2 separate regions of the Rattus norvegicus genome follow, and region 2 is linked to region 1. Evidence: chromatin contacts called from public HiChIP or PLAC-seq data. All regions are on one chromosome and are shown on one strand. The core of a region is the stretch at or near the end of the contact, and the rest is flanking DNA. Distances in the headings are between cores, read along the strand shown. Region 1 has its middle 210 kb from the start of Tcf7l2. Region 2 has its middle 220 kb from the start of Habp2.

The links. HiChIP or PLAC-seq counts read pairs in DNA pulled down with a chosen protein or histone mark.
Region 2: an H3K27ac HiChIP or PLAC-seq map of oligodendrocytes shows a contact between it and region 1, with 4 times the contacts expected there. The contact joins two enhancer-like sites. A contact is called at or near these places in 1 of 12 Hi-C or Micro-C datasets (hepatocytes) and 1 of 1 datasets of contacts at active chromatin or transcription factors (oligodendrocytes).

Annotation. Positions count from the first base shown.
Region 1 is chr1:264,999,883-265,006,953 of GRCr8, reverse strand. No RefSeq gene overlaps it. Among named protein-coding and RNA genes, the nearest start is that of Tcf7l2, 210 kb to the right of the region's middle. Within about 2 kb of position 4,078, at least 26 of the 93 cell types and tissues checked have an H3K27ac peak or open chromatin away from gene starts, as enhancers often do.
Region 2 is chr1:265,100,190-265,107,260 of GRCr8, reverse strand. No RefSeq gene overlaps it. Among named protein-coding and RNA genes, the nearest start is that of Habp2, 220 kb to the left of the region's middle. Within about 2 kb of position 3,875, at least 19 of the 93 cell types and tissues checked have an H3K27ac peak or open chromatin away from gene starts, as enhancers often do.

The DNA of each region.
Region 1 (7,071 bases), core at 2,829-5,328:
CTTCTTTTCTTCTCCCCTTCTTTCCATGTTTCTATGGCCCTAGTCTACTCCCACATTATCTGTCACCTTTGGGTTTTGAATCTTCTGTGGCCCTCTTCTGACCCACTCTTGCCTCACCTGTTTATCTTTAGGATATCAATTCAGCTATCTCTTCCTCTAGGATGAGAGAGTGACCCCCTTTTGACTTCTCCTGGCTCCCAATATCCATGAATGACTGTTTCTCATTTTCTAGTAGGGCAGAGACCACTTCTAAACATTTATCATACATTGGAGAAGTGGACTCAGGAAATAAGCATGTTTTGAATATATAAGTAGCAATTTCTCAGAGACATTGGGGCTAAAGGACAAGCCTCATATCTCCATCCATGAGTCCAGAGTTCTTTCTTCTTTTAATCATGTACCTGCTCATTCGACAAACATCTAACGAGAAGCTCCAGCAGCCTAGACCCTCTGCCAAGTGCAGGGCATGCAGTGGGGAGGAAGCGAGTTCTTTACTCTGAAGGGGTTTCACTTCTACAGGACAGGAGCCAACACAAAATGGTCAGCGGCAGTGATGGGGATGGAGCTGTAGGTCCAGAGACCAGTGTGACCAAGCATGAGCTAGTGAGTACCTTGGGTCAGCCAATGGAGGGGAGGACTCTCTGGGGACAAAACAGACAGAAATGACAAACACTAGGAGAGCTGATTCTGTGAAGTGTCACTGATAATTCGTACTCTAGGAAAGTAACAGCTGGTGTCAGAGTCATAAAATGGTGAGGCTGGAGCAGGAAAAAGGCTCGTGGTGATGTAACACATGAGCCAATAGGGGCGTGATTTGGATGAGACCGGAAAACAGAGGCCACTTTCTGTAGAGTCTGATGATCGTAATAGAGAGGTTCTGTCTGGTCAAGCCGGACAGAAGTCCATTTTGAGTTGTCAAGACGACAGAAGCTGGGATCTCCTGGGAGGAAAGCCTTAGGGCACACCCATGGAGGAATGTCTTGATTAAGGTCGGCCTCTGAGAATGTCTGCGAGGGATTTTCTTGCTTGTATAAAAATGATGTTGGAGATTCTTCTTACCTGTGGATGGAACCATTCCCTAGGTAGGGAATCTTAGACCGTATGCAACAAAGAAAGCCAACCATGCGTTAATAAACATGCATGCATTTCCCTATGCTTCTCGACCGCTCTCAAGCTCTTGCTTCATTGACTTCTCCCAGCACGGTGGGATATCATCTGGAACTGAGAGTCAACATAAACTCTCCCTTATGTTTTTCAGCCAATGCATTTTTGTCATAGCAACAGGAAAAGAAACTGAGAAAAGGTGATAGGCTGGGAGGGACATGGTATGACCCATTTTTTTTTAAGTATTAGGCTACATGTAGACTACAATGGAGGGACAAACACAAGAGTAGAAGCAGATAGATCAGATAGGAAAGTAGTCTGCCAGTCCGGGCAGAAGGTGATGTTAGCTTAGGCTGAGATATATGCTGTAATGATATAGAGAACAGACCAGACCATGTTGGAAGGAATAATTGCTTGGATTTGTTAATGTTTCACAGCATGGAATTGGTGGGAAATGCTCCTGATTTAGACATGGGGAGGTGTGGTGAAGAAGAGAAGCTGAAGAAACCGAAGGCCTGGAATGTCCTTTACCATGACAGGAATAAGAAGAGAGTTGAAATTCCAAGACAGGTGGTCATGATTTGTGCTCATTTCTAGATGCCCATCAGGTCTGTAAAGGAAACATCCAGTCAGGATTGGTCAGAGAAAGCTGAGATTCTGTGGGATTCCATCACAGAGCATACGGATTTGAGGAGCATTTGTTTTAGATACTATTAAGGTTATCGATCTAAGTCAGTTTTCCTGGGGAGAGGATGGATAGATAGTGTTCTGAACTGAGTGGCTCTGTTTTCCCATTCTACTCTCTGCCTCCAAATGCATGTGCTGAAACCCTGTCCCTCAGTGTGAGGGTTTCAAGAGGCTGACTGGATTGCAGTCATAAGGGTGGAGCTTCAAGAACAGAATGAACACACTCCTGAAGGATACAAGAGCCTACTTCCCCTCCATTCAGGTCAGGTGATGGTGTGAGAACGCTGACAGCTATAGACCAAGACTGGACCCTTACCACACACAAAATATGCCAGGGTTCTTCTGATTGTGAACCAAACCATCAACTAAGACCTCCACCCTATAGTAACTTGGTACAGTACCCTACACGAAGACACTGATATTTCGCATCATGGCTCTAGACGAGGTTAGCTGCATGGGCACAGTCTAAGTTCCAGAAGCAGAGCAAGGGAGAGTCAAGTTATTTTCCTTTGATAATTTTGCTTACCGACGCTTGTCTTCAATCCCCCCAAATCTACCCCACACCCTGCTGAATTGCAGAGCTCCCTTCCTGGCTCCTGGACCAGATGTCCTTTAGTGGCACCACACCCACCCAGCTAGCCAATGTCAGAGAACAGTCCCTTTGGTCTCCTCATAATCCTGGCACCAAATGCCCAACCAGCCCTTGCCAGAGTCTTGCCCCGCTGGGTTCTTACCTCTTCCTGGAACAAACGAGGAGGCCAAAGATGGCAATCTCTTGTTGACAGTTCTCTCTGTGCCAACGTGATTTCAGGCTCAGCCTCTCCCTACCCATAGCAAAGGCTTTTCAAGTCTGGCCTCTGCATAGGTATGGCTCACAGAGGTTAGACCTTCTTCTTGGTAGGCCTTCCTGCTTCAGAGCAGTGGTGGCCTATGACAACAACCCCAAGTGATTTACAGGAGGATGCTCAGAGCAGAGCCCATAGGGTGTGCACCTGATGGTCTCAAGAAGTTAAGTGAAAAGAAGCCAGAGGAGCAGAGGGGACTCCAAGGGTCTTGGACTTAGACTCAGTCACGGGGGACTGTACGAATTATGCTGTGCTTGTCATAACAAGATGTCAACAGAGATATGCTTGCCCAGAAAGAACAGTACCATGAGACATGATTTGGGGCTGTCTCCTCGATGTCTCCTTCCAGACAATCAACTTTGAGCTCACTTCCCACTTCTTTGTATGAGTGTGGTGGGGGTGCGTGTTCATGTGGGTGCCAAGGGTCACCCTTCCTTGGGTGTTATTCCTCAGAAGCTACCCACCTTGCTTTCGAGACAGGGTCTTTCAATAGTTTTTCTGGAGCCTATCACTTAGGCTAGGCGGGCCAGCCAGAGAGCTGTGGGGTCCACCTATCTTTGCCTCTCTAGCACGGGGCTTACAAACCACCTGGCTCTTTATATGATTTCTGGGGATTGAACCCAGGCCCTCACACTTGCTCAGTGTGACAGACTGATCTGCCCCTCAGCGCCCACTGCCTGATTCCTTTAGGCCTGCTGCCTGAAACCTATGAGCCCACCATTCATTAGCTCCAAGTCTCTTCGTTTGCATGATTTAGGAGCCTGGCTCAATGCCTGGCCCTACCTCCTGATTGCTTCAGGTCCACCCCACACTTTTCTGGCTTTGCTTTCTGGATTATTTAAACGGGATGTGTCATATCTTTGGGTCTGTTGCCAGACTACCCAAAGCCCCAGGAGCCTGGGCTGCTGTTGAATGTCAGGCTACCTGGAACATGACCCCCAGGGGCTGCTGTCAGGAAGGAGCTGAATGCTCCTAAGTCAGGCCTCCAGCAGTGACTATTGAGATGAGGCCAGGGACTCCTGCTTTGAGAGGAACATCTGTATGGGTTGTTTCACTCTGTGAGGCCTCCTCGGCCACCCCCACCCCACCCCACCCCCACCAAAGACAGACTCATGGACACATGTGATTTTATTTTTTCCACTTTCTTTTTGATAGTCCACGTTTAATAGGGAATCATGAGTAAGGCCCTGTGCTTCTGGGCAGAAGCTCAGAGCTGGCAGGCCAGGCAGGAAGCCCGGCAGCAGGGTGGGAACAGGCCAAGAAAAACCCCCAGGCCTCAGGCTACACAGGAGGGCTCATGCCCACGGCCTGCTCACCAAAGCCTGACCTCAGAGCTCTCTGGGACTGGTCTGGCCTGTTGCCAGCAGCCACTGCTCAGTCCCTTTGCATAGCCAAGGAGACAAAACAGAGCCTGATTTAAGACAGAGACACAGGGGTCTCTTCTCTGAGCCCTGCCGCAACTGGGACCAATCCAGGCAGATGACTGGACACAGGGGAGGGGCCTCTAGAGGTATAATGTACAATATTCATCAGGAGCAAGAGAATCAGGCTGGGGCAGAATAATAAATAAAGCCACTCCCATTTAGCAAACCCTCTCTGGGAGCCAGGCACCAGGCTCAGTGTTCCCCACACGTGTCTGCTCGCTTATTAGCAGAACATCACAAAAGGTACCATAAGGAACCAAAGTTCACACACCTACAAGGACGGCTACAATGTTAAATGGCAGGCGAAAATGGCAGGCGTCAAATGGTAGCGAGGATCCAGAGACACAAGAGTGTGCCAAGGACACTGCGGAATGGTACAGCCACCATGAAAGCAAGAGTATTTGTGCTCATTCGCTTATTTTGGTGGCAGTGGGTGTTGTAATTTAATTACGGCATCTCCCCATTTCTCCCCTCTAAGTCCTCCCACAACCCCTCCCACCCCCTTCAAATCCGTGGCCTCTTTCTGAAATTGTTATTACATGCACATATGGATATACATATGTATTCCTAAATATAACCTGTTGAGTAAATATAATGTTACTTGCGAGTACATTTTCAGGGCTGACCATTCGGCATTGGACAACCAATTGGTGTGCTCTTCCCAGGGGAAGGGCTCCTCCCCACTCCCAGCTTTATTTGGTTGCCTTTAGGTCTTTGTGTAGGATTGAGACCTCCTGGGCTTTTCCCCATCCAGTTTTGCCTGTTCATTGGCATTAATCTTGTTCACCTCATGTTTGGGTGGTGAGAATTTCTGGGTGTAGCTTCTGATGTTACTAGGAGATGTAATCTCATAGCAAACTCTAGCCCCCTTCCCTTCTGCAACAGGGCAGTTTCTTACACAGTTTACCCTGACTGGACAACCCAGGCAGCATTCCTGGGGATTTCTCCGACCACATCTCACACAGTTTATAGTCATCCCAAATTGGAAATGACCCAGTGTCCTCTACTGGTCAACAAATAAGCAAATAGAGTCTTAAAAAAAAGAAAAAAACCAGAATACCACTTAGCAATAAAAAGAAATATATTGCTACCACCTCAAAAATATGGCTAAAGAGCAAATGCAAATTGAGTTAAATGGGAAATTTTCATAACTAAAAGACCACACACTGACATGAAGTCCTCATGACAGAGAAACATAGGGGAGGAATCAGGTTGACGGTTGCCTGGGGCCAGTGTATAGACAGAGCATAAGGGCTATCTATTGAATTGGGCTTGAAAAGATTCCATGTATATTGTGATGGGAGTGACCCACACTGTGTACATTTGTCAAACTTACAGAAGTAGATCCAAAAGGGATAGATATTACTGTGTTCGAATTAAGCCTTAGTTGTTTTGTTTTTTTTTTTTAAACAGGGAGAAAAAAAAAAGCTCAAAGATTCAAAGAGGCAACCAGCCAGGAAGTGGCACAGGCCAGCCCAGCTGTTGAGCCACTAGCCTTGCTCTGGAGACCATCTGGCCTGAGCCTCATTCGCCAAGAGACATGGCCTTGCCAGGTTACTTAGGGAATGGTAAGTCGTGGAGTGACTCTTTCCTTCTTATTAACTGAAAGGTCATTTTTTTCCCAGTCGCTCTCGCTCAAGTATCCACAGGTTGTCTGAAAATACTGTTATGTCTTCCTTCAGGTTAAGGTATGTTTGGTTTTGTTCTGGCCATGTTAGAGTCATAACCCCCGTATGTGTGGAGAGGGAACCTGGCCACATCTGAAACGTTTGTGAAACACGTCATCTACTCTTTCCTAACCCCGTGCCCTTAGACAGAAGAAGGGGGCCATTACATCAATCTCTACATTAGGTGAGACGCTCAAGTGAGAGTCCTGGGGGCTGGCAGGATGGCTCAGTAGGTACAGCTGCTGTCTGTCAAGCTTTTTGACCCGAATTTAATCCAAAGGACTGGAATGGTAGAAAAAGAAAACTGACGCTTGAACCTGTCCTCTGACCTGTACCCATGCAAACCTAAGTGTACACACACGCACATACACACACACGCACACACACACACACACACACAAGTAATTTAAAATGGAGCCTACAAACATGTGCACACACATACAAATAAATACTTTTAAATGGGACCTACAGACACACACACACGCACACACACACACACACACACACAAGTAATTTAAAATGGAGCCTACAAACATGTGCACACACATACAAATAAATACTTTTAAATGGGACCTACAGACACACACACACACACACACACACACAAGTAATTTAAAATGGAGCCTACAAACATGTGCACACACATACAAATAAATACTTTTAAATGGGACCTACAGACACACACACACGCACACACACACACACATACACAAGTAATTTAAAATGGAGCCTACAAACATGTGCACACACATACAAATAAATACTTTTAAATGGGACCTACAGACACCACACACACACACACACACACACACACACACACACACACACACAAATACTTTTTAATGAACCTACAGCTTTAAGCTTTGTGATCTAACTGCCTTCTCTAGTCTTGGGACTGGAGCACAAGCTCAAAGATAGTGTTAACAGCAAAAGGCAACAATTTCCAGTGCTCACAGTGAGCTATGTGGTGGAGAGAAACTTCACCTTGCTGTGGGGCTTGAAAGGTGGGCCCACATGACCTGGCAGAAGAAATCATCTGAAAGTTTGCCACGGTCCGTCCCGCAACTTGAAGTTGGGGCATGGGGACTCAAGCCACAGGGTCTGGTTGCTGAACTTGAGCTCTTCTGTTTCCTGGTCATTTCTCCAACCACCTGCTGAGACTGTGCCCTGTCCACTGTCCCCAGGCAAGGGTGAAAGGGAACGACAGTGGGAAGCTGGAGGTCCAAGGGTGCCTGGAAAGGGATGAGCAGAGGGAGAGGAGAATCCACTTCTGCAGGAGGGAGGGAGTCTCCCAGCTCTCACTCCTCAGTCCGCAGGCTTCATTCTGGTCCATTGTTCTTCATC
Region 2 (7,071 bases), core at 2,626-5,125, 100 kb before region 1:
AGAGCATGGCCAGCTCTTTCCACGGTCTGTAGCCTAGTAGGAGAGACACACACACAAGTGAGTGTTTGAGAGATAAGAGCACTGGGATGGATTAGTGATGTCTGCCCCAGGCATGGGATAAGAAAGTGGTATTTGTCATCCCTATTTCATGAGATTAGGGGTTTTAAATGGAGTGTCTGTTATCTGGGTTTTGTTAAATCTGTGTCAAGACCTCCCCTCCCCACCCGACCCCATGGCCTTGTTCCGTGTGCTTTAAATCAGCAGACGTCTTTATCACTTTCTGTGCACAAGGTTTATTCAAACCCTTTTTTTGATTTTTATGTCTCTTCCCTTTGACTATCTTAACATCAAGTGTGATTCAGTTGATTCGTTTTTCTTTTCTTTCTTTCCTTTCATTTCCTTTTCTTCCTTTCTTCCTTTCTTTCTTTCTTGAAGAATTTCACAGCGAACTAACAGCATAAGGATCATTTTCTCAGCTTTCACATTTTGACACAGGGGGGCTGGGGATGGGACTCTGCTCTCAAAGAGCATGGACCGAGCCCATCTCTAGAAGTTTACAAACCAAGTATGATATCATATACCTATGACTGCTGTACTTGGGAGAAGAGGCAGGACATTCAAGGTCATCCTTGGCTACATTGCAAATTCAGGTCCAGCCTGGGGTATATGAGACCCACTCCCCCTGTACCTGCCTCAAAAGATCACTGCAGAGGTAATTGCAACATATGATAAGTCATAACATCCGTTTCTGTCTGGGACGGCTGAGTTCATGAAATCTGGGTTTCTAAGTGAGTAAAGGAATGGCTATGACATCATCATGTATCCTGCATGGCTGTAATGACATCATATGCCCTGTGTGGCTATGATGCCATCATCTATCTTGCATAGTTGTGACATCATCACATGCCCTGTGTGGTTGTGATGTCATCCTGCATGGCTGTGACATCATCATATACCCTACATGGCTATGACATCATTGTGTATCCTGCATGGCTATAACATCATAATATACCCTGCATGGCTATGATGATGTCACATGCCCCGTGACATCATCATGTATTTTGCATGGCTATGGCATTATTACATGTTCTGTGTGTCTGTGATGTCATCCTATATCCTGCATGACTGTAACATCATCATATACCCTGCATAGCTGTGATATTGTTATATACCCTACATGGCTGTGATGCCATTATGTATCCTGTATGGCAGCGACACCATCATGTATTCTACATGGGTATGATGTCATCATGTATCCTGCAATAACCTGGCTGTCTTACTGATGCCATGTCTGTCCACTGGGCCCCTCTGTGACGATTACCCTCAACATTCACATAAAGATTAGAAAGTTAGGGCTCTGGCGAATGACACCAGGCCGTAAGCCATAGACTGGAGCCTTGGGCTTTACAGTTTCTCCCATCCTAACAGTCTTTAACAGGGAGAGGAAAACTTCAGAGCTACATTTTTCTCGAAGATCACTCCAAATACTAACGCTCGTTCCTAGTGAGACATTGCACCAAAGCACTCCTGGTAGGTGACCTTGGGCAAGTCTACTCCCTGTGGAGCCTTGGTCCCCCACGACCTATGGACGCTCACTTGGTGAGAAAGTTTTTCTAGCCCAAACAGAATTTGGAAATGTCTACTTCAAAAGCAGGATGATAGAACCCTGTGTAAATTCATGGATGCCGTACCTCTACTGGTCTAATACTCCTTCCCAGCTAATCATTAGGTTACATTTTCTCACTGCAAATGGGGAAATGGCTTTCTTTCCAGGTCATTACAAGGAGAGACTAAATGGATCATATTTTCAAGACACCACGCCAATCTACCACCTGTGCTGCATTACTGTATTCTAAGAGCGGTATTCAGTGTCCAGACATTGAGAACCTGAGGCTGGGTTGTGTTTCTACGTTAAAATGTAGTAAAGTTCACGTTCAGGGAGCTTTTGTCTTAATCCAATAGTGTCTTAATGGGCATTTAAGCCTCAACTCACATTTTAACCCCTGAATTCTCAGGCAGAGGTTGGGCATATCATTTTTCAATAGAGGCATTTCATGGTTTATTGATCTAACTCAAGAATAAGGAAAGATGCTTGCAGAGGGAAAGGAATCGAGCTCAACTTATAAAATTAAATGGATCCTGAGCAAGGAGCTTTAAGGGAGTCCTGTGTGCTAAACAAAACACTGAATGAACTGCATATAAACACCGGGTCCATGTAAACAGGCGTGATTATCTCCTTTATGGAGGCTTACAATAGCTGCACTTCATTGAGGACAAGGGGATTTATCTACCCCAGCACAGCTCCACTGTGAGCATTGAGCCCCGAGCAGAAAGAAGGTTTCTGTCCTCGGTATTTGGGATTTTAAAATGAGTGGGAGGAGAGAAGAGGAAAAAGAGGTGAGAAAATCATAAAGGGCAGAACTCCAGGGGAATGCTCCCGTGCTCCCATGCTCCCGTGCTCCTGTGGTGGAGGTGAGTCTCAGAATAGGCTCGCCCACCTGGTTTGCCTTCTTCTTGGGCATCCTTATTTATCTGTGACTTTGTTGATTAAAAGAAGCCCAGCTGCACTTCAGAACAAATGGAAAGGGGAGGTGGGGGACTGAGACCTCAGCCCTGAGGACACTTTTAACTTCTAATTTACACGTGTGGAAAACGAAGTGTGCCTGAAGACATAAGTGTGAGGATGTTGCCTTCAGTCTTGGCTTGGATGTGACTCATTAAGGGCAAGGCACAGCTCTACCTCTCCCAGGCTGTCCCTTGTTCCAGAACATTCCACAAGAGTCCCGTGATAATGTGCTGCACAGACTTCCTCTAACACTACAAAATTCTGAGATTGCTGTTCAGACTAAGTGCGATTCAAGTCCTGACAAGCCTTGAGGAGTTAAGAGTCAGCTGATTTGTGAACACTCAGCTGCTGCAGGCCAGATACTCGATCGGTAATGAGGCCCGTCGCAGAAAAACAATATTTAATCAAATATATTTAGCATTTCAGCATTATTTCAATGTGGAGAAATGAAGATAGGCAGAGGGAGAGGAGAGAGCAGACGTATTTACAGGGCCCCAATAGGCAGAGGAAGAGGAGAAAGGTGTATTTACAAGGCCCCATGAGTTGGGTTGTGTCCCAAAATCAAACCCACCAAGACCTAGGATAGACACCGTGCCACCACGTCGAGGCAGAAATAATGGGTCCTTGTGTCCCACCAAGCAGAGGGGCCACACGCAAGAGAGGCCAGACTCTCTTTCAGCAACAGGCATCGTGGGCAACACTCAAGATGATCAGAGAGGTTTTCACAGGCAAGGTTCCTAAAAGGCAGCCAGGTAAAAATCTGCACGGACAAAAGGCTTCACGAAGTCACCCACTCTCTGTTTCTGCCAAAATGAACGCACAGTTCATTGAATGCAATTGAGTGCCGGACCCTGAGTTCTGCTGACCGCTGTCGCTGGCGGCATAGAGGAGGCAAAAAGTTTTACATTCTCGTGCAGTTGAACCCTGGTGGGAGACACAATGCAAAGGTTCCAAGAAGGACTGTTAGCATCGAAGAATGGGTACACTATTTTAGGCCGCGAAAAGCCGTTCTGAGGAGGTAATGTGCCATGTTACCTGAACCCGTAGAATGGATCACTGTGGAGGCTGGAGGAAGCCCTCCCTGGTTGGGGAACTCAATGGATGCAAAGGCTTGTGAGTGAGAAGTGCTTGGTACATCCAGAGGCAAGAGGTTGGGAGGGAGGGAGGCCAGTCATGCGAGATGAGGCCGGAGCCCTGCGTGCCTGGGTGGGGGGTTTGGATTTTATTTCAAGCACAATGCGAGGCCATTGAAGGGCTCTGCTACAGTCAATAGAAAAGAGTATAAAAGGCCCATTGGAAGCTGGGCACAGCCCCGTAAGCCCCGCATTCAGGGCTTCGCTAAGCACTCACTGTATTGTCTCCCAGACTCTTTTCACAACATTCTCTGAGCCCCTGATTTTCCCAGTTCTTTCTCTCTGTAGCTCTCTTAGAGCTCCCAAATGAACAGGAACAAGGGAGGAGGAAGAAAAGGCCCCAGTCCTCAGGGGCCCGTTGGTCTGCCGGGGACACAGCAAAGCACTGCTATGCTGGATGCTCCGTGCTGACAGTAACCCCAGTGGGTGAAGGTGGTAACGGGGTGACAAGAGGCCAGAAGACCAGCACCTCTGCAAGACCCAGCCTCCAACGGCTCTCCAGGGAGCATGGAGGCAAAAATACCGATGCCACAGATGCTTACAGAACTAGGAAACAGAGCGGAACTTTGGGAACTGGGTGGAGCTTCAGCTATGGGAACAGAAGACTCTGGGTCAAGTAGGAGCCCTGGTGTGTGGCCAAAGCCATCCTAAATATCTTAGTTCATAGCACGTACACACAAACACACACACACACACACACACACACACACACACACACACACACACACGCACGCACGCACGCACGCACGCGCGTACCCACGCACCCACGCACCCACGCACCCACGCACCCACGCACCCACGCACCCACGCACCCACGCACCCACGCACTTCACCATGCACTCCATCTTCATGCCTCTCTCTGCCTGTATCACTGGCTCCCTGGCCCTCACAGATTTCTGCTCAGGTTTAGCCAGCGGGATGCCTGGTAGGAAGTTCCAGTGTTTGAGGGCTGGGAGGAAGATGTATCTCAGTCACTCACTTGCCTCCCTTCTGTGGATGGCTGAAGATGTACACATTTGCTGCAGGCCTGGGTTCCTCTGAGCCCCTGCTTCCCATCAGTTTGCAAACTGAAGCTGTGTGTGCTTTCTGCCCCTCCCCGGCTTCCTTATGTTGGTTCTCAACACTAGGCATAATCTAAGCATTATTTTTCCATATCCTCATGAGCCTCTTCAAATAGGCTGCCTGACTATTAATTTACTTTTTAATTGAATTTTTTTATACAATATATTTTGGTAGTGATTTCCACTCCCCAACTCCTCCAAGGTTCCTTCACCTCTCCCATAATATAATTGAGGGTTTTGGTTGTGTGTGTGTGTGTGTGTGTGTGTGTGTGTGTGTGTGTGTGTGTTATCCAATGACTCCTAGGCATGGGGCCAACCCTGAGGTCTGGCTAATGTACCCAATAAGATTCCATTGGAGAAAACTAATTATTCCTTTGCAAACCAGTATTAATTGCAGAAAGCTTCTTGGTTAGAGCTGCCATATCCCATAACCCCAAACCCAGCCACAGGATTAACATTTAAAAACATTGAAAAGCACTTTAACTTAAAATTCTAGAGCTCTCAGGAAGTCGTAGCCCAGTATTTATCAAGTCCCTTGGGTCCTTCCCTCGATGGTGATATCTTTTTAATCACAGAACGATGTTAGGTCATAACAGGTTGAGTCTGGTACTATCATGTTGCTAAACGTCATGCTATCAAACTGCCTTCCAACTATTTACATTTATACCCATAATCCTGGACTGCTTTACATATTGATCAGGGAAGCTTTTTTCCCATGGGCATTGGTCAACAGAGAGATGCATAACCCGTGAGCTGAGAATGAAGGTTGAGAGCTCAGCCCTAAACAGAACATGTTTATCAACCCCTCACCCAAGCAAGGCCCAGAGAACAGCGGTGAAGAGCAAACACAATACAAGAGCCGGACCGAGGAGGTGTGATGTGAAGTGCTGCCTTCTGGACAAGCCATGGCTACTTCAGTCTCCCAGGCAACTGTGCTTACCTGCCTGAGACCTGCACAAGATCAAGTTGTTCAGTCCATCCAGCGTAGATGAAGTTGATGGTCTCTAAGCCCCACCCCTTACCCAGGAGCTATTGGTAACTACTGGGGAGGGAGAATCATTCTTTTGGGAGGATGCGGCCCCTGGGAGGCTCGCAGTGATCCAATCGATGGCCCCACTCTTATGCACGAATAGGCAGTACTTAGTGGGTTGGGGGGAAAGAATATAAAGTTGGGAGGGGAATGTTGGGGAAATACGGAGAGGGTTTAGGGAGCAAATGAGGGATGATCATATTTCATTGCAACTACATGAAATTCTCAAAAAGACAAAGATTAAATTAGAACCAGAAAATTGATGTTGGGGAAATATTGTTTACTAGACTACTGACATTGTTCTACTTCCATCAATTTTTACCTGCATTCGTGTGCTCTCGTGTGTATGTGAGCATATACATGTGTACATGTGCTTGAATGTGCATGCAAGTGTGTGCACTAGTGTGTGTATGTGTGCATGTGACTGTGTGTGAGTGCACGTGTATGAATGTATGTGCATGAGAACATGTAAGAGTATGTATGTGTGTGCACTTGTGTGTGTGCATATGTGTGTATATGTGTGCATACATTTCTGTGCTTGGGTGTGTGTATGAGAGTGTGTGTATATGTGTACCTGTGTGTGTACATATGTATATATGTATGCATATGCTTATGTGCTCAAGTGTGTGTATGAGAGTGTATGTGCATGTGTGTGTATATGTGTGCATATGTGTATATGTGTGTGCATACATTTGTTTGCTCAAGTGTGTATGTGTATATGTATGTGTGTACATGTGTGTGCACACATGTATGTGTGCATACGTTTGTGAGCTCAGGTGTGTGTATGAGTGTGTGTGTGTGTGTGTGTGCATGCACACAACTGTTTCAGAGCCACTTGACTCCCCATGTGCATTCACATCACCACCAAATAAGCTTTAGAATGGTTTAGCACCACAAGGAAACTCCATCCTGGAATTCAGCAGGCTTGTCTTTTCATCCACGTTCCTGTCCCCCTGGCTGACCACTAATCTCTTTTTCACCTCTGTGGTTCCATCATTTGTATGTCTCGTAAGTGGAGCTACCTATGATAAAACCCCAGTGTGCAGCACTCAGCATGCTACCCTGGCTATGTGTTATGAATCCTTTATACTGAGTTCATGTGCAGAAGCCCTGACTCCTGGTGCCCTGCAATGTAAACTTACCTGGAGACAGGCTCACAGCAGCTGAAATCAATCAGGGTAAGGTCATTCTGCAGTAGGCCGCCTGATGTCCTTCTAAAGGGACATTTTTGGATGTGGCCATTCCCACAGCAAGAATAGCACATGGAGACTAGAGGTGTAC